2 separate regions of the Gasterosteus aculeatus genome follow, and region 2 is linked to region 1. Evidence: chromatin contacts called from public Hi-C data. All regions are on one chromosome and are shown on one strand. The core of a region is the stretch at or near the end of the contact, and the rest is flanking DNA. Distances in the headings are between cores, read along the strand shown.

Region 1 (4,035 bases), core at 1,097-3,596:
AGCTTACTAGCTTAGTAGCTACACTAGTTAGCTTACTAGCTTAGTAGCTACAGTGGAAGTTTAACTTCAGCCGGTCAGCTGCAGTCTTCAGCCACACACTAACGAAGAGAACCTATTGTTTGATTAAATATTTCTATGCCCAGTTATATAATATTCAGCAGCTTTACATTTTCCTTTCCTTTTTTATTTTTACTGTTAACTCCTCTAAAACAAGGTTGAAGATGTGGAATCACAATTTTTTTTAAAAAGGCATCGATCAGCGCATTCAACACCATCAGTCAAACGGCATCACCTCCGTCACATCAGTGACGTATGCATCTGCAAACACGTTAATATCAGAAACTCTTATTTTATCCAGGTCGGGATACAAACCTGCAAAATATGGAGAAATATCTGTGTGTTCAGGATGGTTAGAGAGCAATAACTCCACACGGGGCTCAGATGGACGGAGGGAATGTACCCGGTGAGGAAGAGGAGGAGGAGGAGGAGAAGGTGATGGATGGCAGTCAGGCAGGGAAGTGAAGAGAGCCGAGCGGAGGGAAGGATTGGAGGGGGGGGGGGGGGGGGGGGGGTTGGACAGAAACTCATTCGTAGCCTTCGGTGTCCGATAATCGATTTTACAGCGAGGGCGTTCGCCTGGGAGAGCCACACAAAGCCAGTCAAAATGAATGACTGCATTATAAAAATATCGCACGCGGCGTATTGATTCATGGAAGTGGAGCAAGTCTCTGCAAACTCTCCTCAAATGAAGACATAAAGGTGCGTAGTGGATCTCCAGACAGTCGCAGCACAACTGGTTCATTAAACAGAAAATAAACCAATTTTATAAAAAAATTTAAAAAGTCATTTTATTCCCGTCTTTTATTGGTTTATTATATTAATGCAAGAAAATCATCTTTTTGAACTTCAAGCCGTTGAACTTCAACTTTTAGGACAGTATGTTTTGCACTTTTAATCTTTTAAATGTTCGTATGGGGTCTTAAACCTTGGTGAGCAGGATGAACGTGCAGCTCTGCATCCGAAATGAACATTTAAATGACACTTAAAACGGATTAAAATAACTGTTAAGGTGAATAGATTATATATTTGCAGTAAGTGAATTAAGTTTACTTAAAAAATCAGTTGATTTCCCTCAATTAAAAACATAAAACATCACAAAATAAATAATATATAATAAAAAAACACCTGTGTCGTTCTTTGTTTGCACACGTTGCCAAACGGCTGGAAGAAGCAAAACACTTGAAAAATCACCGGCGCCTCAGAACCGCAGCATAAATACGTCGTCACCGTTTTAAAGCCGCTATGGCCGCCATCTTGGCTCAACATGCTGACAACAAAAGTCAATGAACGCTGCCAACGCAACAAGTGCGCGTGCTGACAAAGACACACACACACACACCACTTTACTGTACATATGTACGTGAGCCATGTGTATTGTGCGTTTGTGTGCGTTGGACATCGGTTGCTAGGCTGCGCTGCCCTCGGTGATTTGATGGATGCGGTCCACGGCGAGGTGAAGTGCGTCCTAACGTATAATCACCACGTCCCATTTCCTCCGTCCGGGGCTGCAATTTAGAAAACTTGAAATGTTTGGAGCCACAGGTGGGCGACACCGGAGGAGCGGGAGAGAAGAGGCCGTGACACCAGCGGGCGCCACGTCGCTCCCAGCGTTAGTGGCTCAGTCGCGCCTCAAGTTTGGGAACTTCTGCTGATGTCGCCGCGCAGTTCGTTTCATTGAGGATCCGTAAAAAACAACAAAGAGCCATTTCATAACCATAATGTTTTTTGGAGGCGAATCGGTGTTGAAGAGGTTAGTGATTAATATTCCGCTTTTCCTCCTCTCCATCCCGCCGTTTACCCAAAAGAGGGAGACAGACTGTTATTTTACAGTCAAATAAAGTTAATTCAGAAATGAGTTTCTCTGATCCTCGTTAAACGTCTGTGACAACGTGTCACAAAGGATTAGAGGGCCGCCGAAACACGCACACACACACGCACACACACACACACACACACACACAGCCTAATTGGCAACACGGCTTGTGTCACCGGTTAACGAGCGTGTGTGTTGGTGCGAGCTTGTGTGCGTGCGTGGATCCTTCCACAAGTGTGGCGGTTTCCCACCTGCGCCGATCGGTTAGCTTCTTCGCTCTGCCATTTTAAATCAAGCTTTTCAATCAGGCTGGCGATGGAGGGGGGAGAGGGGGGATGGAGGGGGGAGACTAGAGGAGACGAAATGGAAAAAGAAAGAAAAGAGAAGGAAAAGAAGAAGACGAGAGCGCGTGGGCAACTGTTGGTCGCTAGGCGCCTGACGGTCGTCATGGCAACATGTGGCGCCATGCTAAGCTCCTGCTGACATCACACCTGTTGCAGCGAAACACTGTGTGTGTCTCTCTGTGTGTGTGTGTGTGTGTGTGTGTGTGTCCTGGAACCAATTAAATGACATAGCGGCGCGGTTGAACTGAGGGAGAAAAACTGACAGAAGATATGGGAAAAAAATACAGCGTATATTTTAACACCTTATGGACACAGCTGCTAACTGTGTGTGTGTGTGTGTGTGTCTGCACGCATTGTGTGTGTTTGTCCATCCATGCGGGAGCCTATGACATCTGGATGACACCAGTTTGGAGCATTGAAAGTCAAAAACCCAAAACACACTTATGGTTCTAAAAGCTAGAGGAGACAATAGTTTAGAGATAATAGTTTTTCCTTACAGCTCAATTTTATGACCACTTGTGACTGAGCTCCTTTAATGGAATTGCGGTGTGTGTGTGTGTGTGTAGGTATTGATGTACATAGAGATATACTTTTTAAAGCATCTTTACGCACAATAAGATCTGCGGTAAATTCTATTGTCTCATCTGCAATTATCAAATAGAACGAAATTAGTTCCGTGGCAACGCGAGGAGATTATATCAGTTAACTTCATCCTGCCGAAAAATGTAATTGAACGTGTAAATGGTAAAAATACAAAAAAGAAAAGAGAAAAGATGAATTATGAGGGAATATATCTGTGTCAAATTGTGCACCGTGAACAGGCAGGCTGACGGAGGCCGAGAAGATTCTCCCTGACGGCCTGTAGATCACACACCTGACATCACACACACGTAGGGAGGACCGCAAGGACCACACGCCACCATTGTCCCGCTGTGAAGCTCAACGCTGCTCCCTGGTGGCAGCAGGACGCAACAACAAGCTCCCCCCACAAAGCGCAGTGCCGGTGGGAACGCGCCGCATGTTGCTTCTACTGTCGCGTGTTGTTCAGGACCTCCTGATGATGATGATGATGATGATGATGATGGGCCATAATTTACTAAATGGACATCGTGCCATGTTGAGGAAGACTTGAAACCAGAGATTGAGACCATGTTTACAATGTTTACTGGTAGAATAAATCAAGAGCGAAGTAGTCATTTTCTAATAGCCGTCTATGGGACCAGAGGAGTCGCCCCCTGCTGGTCACTACAGAGAATGCAGCTCAAAGGAACTTCCTCTTGCTTTTCAGAACTACATTTATCCATCCAACAAGTTCTCGACTCTTGTCCTCCAAAATAAATGAAAAGCCCTGTTAAAAACTTACTAGTTAATACTCAAACTACTACTGATTTTCGTAGTAGTGTGGTACACCATGCAGCCCTGACTTAACTGTCAAGGTTCTACTGTGCGACATTTCCCACTTTGAAAAAGGATTTTTTCAATGCAGCTACATGGTTGTTCTGATTTCTCTACATCATTTGGATCAGAAAGTTCCACCCAACGATGTTCCAAAAGCTTCAGTCAAAAGCTTTTAGTTTGACACCCCTAACTTACTTTCATACGTCTTTTTACGACAAACTCACACAAGACGTGACAACATCTTTTCCCAGCGTTACCGAGGAAACATAATCAACTAATTGAACAAGGGATTGAGCTTCAAACCGACCTGAGCATTCATCCGATTCCTCCAGAGTCGAGTGGTCAGTTAATGGCCGGCTATGCTAAGCTACGCTAGCAGGACCAGCTGACTTTACTGCAGCTCTATTGTCATTATTCTAC
Region 2 (4,035 bases), core at 698-3,197, 110 kb before region 1:
GAACATTTGTGCGGCCACGAGGCGCCGCGTTGGTTAGAAGGTGCTCTGATTTGATCCCTTATGAAGTAAACAAAGACCGGTGAAACCACTGGATTCACTGGTTCTTTGACATGGAGAATAGACGGTTCCTCGGAGAAGCTGATGTCCACTTGCAGACTCGGCGCTGCGACGCAAAGAGGATCTACTGAATGTTTGTTTCCGCTCATGAACGAAACCTTCAGGCCTTCAAACCACTGCTTTTGTTTTTTGGTGTCTCCCATCGCATCGGGACTTGAGCTTGGTGGAGAATTTGGTAAAAAAAACAACAGATTTGCCTCAAATGTTCACGGTCCTTCCACGTTGTGTCTTCTGGTTAGAGGCCGATGAGACTTTCAGTGGGTCTCAAGGGTCCATCAACAGATCTCTTGACCCCCCCAGGGATCCTGATCCAGGACTGTTTAGTCAAATGTTGAACGGGTTTCATTGTTATTTGCTGTGATTATTCCAGGTCCCTGAAGCTTGACTTGTTTTAGAGATGAACGTCTCTCCTCCTGTCGGCCTCAGGTGAGCCGGCTGCCCGGCTGCCCATTAGCAAAACGTCTGCCGCGTCCCCACATCACACGCCGACAGAGGAACGGATTTCTGTCTACTCTGCATTGCACATCTGCTTTGTGGCTTGTTGAGCCGTCTGCCTGACATCCTTAAATACACTCCAGTGTGTGTTTGCAGGATTTACTGTGTCGGGGGGGGGCAATTGAGTCAGGTAATGTACCCCTGGGTGTCCTCCCTTACTACATGCTGCAGACCGAGGATCTTTTATACGTGTTTTCCATTTGAAACCTAAAATATGCGACTCTGCTCACAAAATATAAATTATTTAAAAAAAAACTGCAGTTAGAAATGATTTGTAGAAAGTCCTCTTGAAATGTGGAGAATCCGTCTGTTGCGTGCTGAAAGCACTAGAGGGGGCCGTGGCACCGTGCACATACGGACCTGCGTCCATTGCCCTCATTCTGCAACGGACAGTTCTGTGAAACCGCTTTTAGAAAACGGGTGTTTCTGCCCCGAGGTTTGAACACTACGGTGCTTCTCCTTCAGCATGACTTCATTCAAAAAGACGACACGTCGTCGTTCTTTCCTCGACCTGACGTTATTTGATACAGTTTCACACTAAATCAATTAGTTTACAGGTCTTTTTTTGTTAGATTTAAATGAATAAACAAGCTTACATCAGCTGTAAAAATGTTTTATAAAAAGTCTTCAAATCCCTGATTTTCCATTTTTGTGACGGTGGAAATAAGTCTTCTAAAACTCAAACATGCATTCTGGAAATATTTTCTGAGCCTCATTGATCTAATTTTCTTATTTATTATTAACATTGTTCTCTGCGTTGGTCCTCAGCAGCAGCTCTACATGTAAATATTTTCCCTTTCAGCTTCTATTGATCGTGATCATAGATCGTCATCGTTCCCCAGCTGCTACAAAGTGTTGAACCCGTAACAAATGACCCCTCGCCGTCAATTAGTGACCTCGTTGGGAACATTAAGGGCTCTAATCAGCTGAGGCAGCGGTGGCCTCGTGACACCTTCAGCTCCATCGCCACGCAAACACATCCAGCTGTACTCACTTACACAACCCCCCCCCCCCCCCCAGGTATGATAAAGCATCACACACGCACCACGTGCCCGACCGTCCCTCTGATCTTTAGCACGGTGTCGTAGATAAAGCCGCCATTAAGCGCTGCGATTAAGCGCTTGTTAATAATTAATGGTTTCCAGTTTGAAGCCGTTTGTATTGTTCATCAACACAGAAGCTCTGCGCTCCGTTTGGGCTTAAATTCATAAATGGAGAGTTTAGATTCTGTGTTGTTTTTTTTTTTACCAGGTTTTGGCTTCGACCTGACAGCCGGGCGGTCCGTTCAGTCGGGGGCCGCCGTGGCCCGAGGGTCATAATGCATTTATGGCGCGTTGATAAAGGTGATTGGCAGCTGCTGTGATTCCAGGACAGCCTTATCTCCGCGGCGGAGGCGAAGCTCCTCTCAGAGATCTTCTCTGCCGTGGACCATGGCGTTGAACGGAGCGCTCGTCCCGGCTCTCGTCCTGCTGCTGGCGTTCGGATCCTCCGGGGCCAAAGGTAAGAAGACGACGACGACGAAGAAGCCCCGTCCCGCCCCCCGTACCTCCTCACTTTAAACGTGTGATTGGTTCTCGTGACCTCTGGGTTTTTCTGTCTCGTTAACTTACAAACTGAACGGCGGTTCCGCTGGTCGCACGCCGGCAAACCTGCACAGAGGTTCCATCTGGCCGGCTGAGGTCGTACGAGGTCATTTTGACGCATCGGTGGGCCCGTGAAGCGTCAAATAATCCATACGCCTCTAATGGATCCGTCCGTGTTGCGCCGCTGTGGACTCGTGCTTTCGCCGCGTTTACAGGACTTTAGATGAGAAGATGAATGTTCCTCTGAGCACTTAAAATCCCACTTCCTCTTCAACTGCAACCTCGATAATTAATGTTTCAGCAGTAGATTTCCAGCAGGGAAGGAACATGAAGAGCCCGTTTCTCTTCTGATCTCGCCGTCCTTCGTTCTGCTTGCACACAAACTACCCGTCGTCTTCCTCCAGATCACAGAGGACCGAGAGTTAAGACCGATTGATCCTCGCCTCTTTACCCCGGAGTCACACTTTCTTTCCTACTTTTAAAAAAAAATCTTAATCACCACCCGTCCGGAGCTCAGCGTCTCCTTTCCCTCGTCTCACTGCTCCGCTCGCACCTTTCATCGTTTGCTCGTTTAGCAAACGGCTTCCGAAACTTCTTCCAATCGGCCGACTCGGCGCCTCGCGGACTTGTGCAACCGGCTGTTGTCAGCATTTACTGCTCGTTAGTGGACTCCTGCCTGGGGGGGGGGGCGCGGACGCACGTGTGGAACCCAAAGGGCCTGAGCAGAGATCAGGGGGTGTTCTGTGGTTGATCTCCGCGGGGTGCACGCGTGATAAGGAGACGGCCCGTGTGATGTCGTAGTGGAGGAGGAGAACCCGGAGTTCTGGAGGTCACGGGCCCAGAGGACGCTGCAGTCGGCGCTGGACAGGAAGCTCAACACCAACGTGGCCAAGAACATCCTGTTCTTCCTGGGAGACGGCAAGTGGCGCAACGTCCTCACGCCAGAATATTTATTCATCAGGAATCTATGGGATCAACGTGCGTTTTGTGTTTGTGCGTCAGGTATGGGAATCACAACCATCACGGCGGCCCGTATCCTCAAGGGACAACTGGAGAACAAGACGGGGGAGGAGACGGTGATGACCATGGACACCTTCCCCAATGTGGGACTGGCTAAGGTACACACACACACACACACACCTGCAGGTACCTGCACACGTGTAATCCAACAGTCGTGTGCTGAATGTGTTCACGTGAGAGCTGTCAGGTCATACGTGGCGTGTTTCTAAGAGTTGAGCGAGAGGTTCAGCTCAGGAATGATCCTCGTGCACGGCGGACGTGTGAGTGCACGTGAGATCTTGGATGAGCCTTTGCACTATGCAGAACGTGTGTGTGTGTGTGTGTGTGTGTGTGTGTGTGTGTGTGTGAACAGTGTCAGCATGAAGGTTCCTGCCCCACCGAGTCCAATACCTTCCTGATCAAAGTCAAGCAGGAGCAGATTTTTCTGTTCTAGAACCACATAAAATCTGTTATACGTAACAAATAATTTATATTATTTTATTTTAAATTTGTCAAATCAACAGAGATAGAAAAAAGACAAATGAAACATCATTTATTTTTGCAAAGCATGAGTGAAATGGTAATTTAGCGACTATTAAAAAAATGAATCATTTTTTAGTTTGGGCTTCATTTCCCTGATAGATTACAATCCTGTGAGGACTATTTGTTAATATATTACATCGTTCTCCTTTGTATCATTTTGCGTGTGTAGACCTACAGCGTGGACTTCCAGATCGCAGACAGTGCGGCCACGGCCACGGCGTACCTGTGCGGAGTGAAAACCAACCTGAACACAATCGGCGTCAGCGCGGCGGCTCGCAACGGAGTCTGCAAGACGCAG

Evidence for each region. Hi-C and Micro-C count contacts between places; a contact is called where the count stands out from the background.
Region 2: a Hi-C map of skeletal muscle shows a contact between it and region 1, with 2.0 times the contacts expected there. The contact joins the promoter of alp3 here to the enhancer-like site in region 1. A contact is called at or near these places in 2 of 6 Hi-C or Micro-C datasets (both in skeletal muscle).

Annotation. Positions count from the first base shown.
Region 1 is chr1:1,871,087-1,875,121 of fGasAcu3.hap1.1, reverse strand. All of the region lies in intron 2 of LOC120813126 (chloride channel protein 2), which reads right to left. Among protein-coding and RNA genes, the nearest start is that of LOC120813126, 17 kb to the right of the region's middle. Within about 2 kb of position 2,346, at least 4 of the 9 cell types and tissues checked have open chromatin away from gene starts, as enhancers often do.
Region 2 is chr1:1,984,887-1,988,921 of fGasAcu3.hap1.1, reverse strand. alp3 (alkaline phosphatase 3) reads left to right here and starts at 1,947. Exons shown (of 11, transcript XM_040176203.2): 1 at 1,947-2,112; 2 at 2,997-3,113; 3 at 3,198-3,313; 4 at 3,907-4,035. The coding sequence starts at 2,043.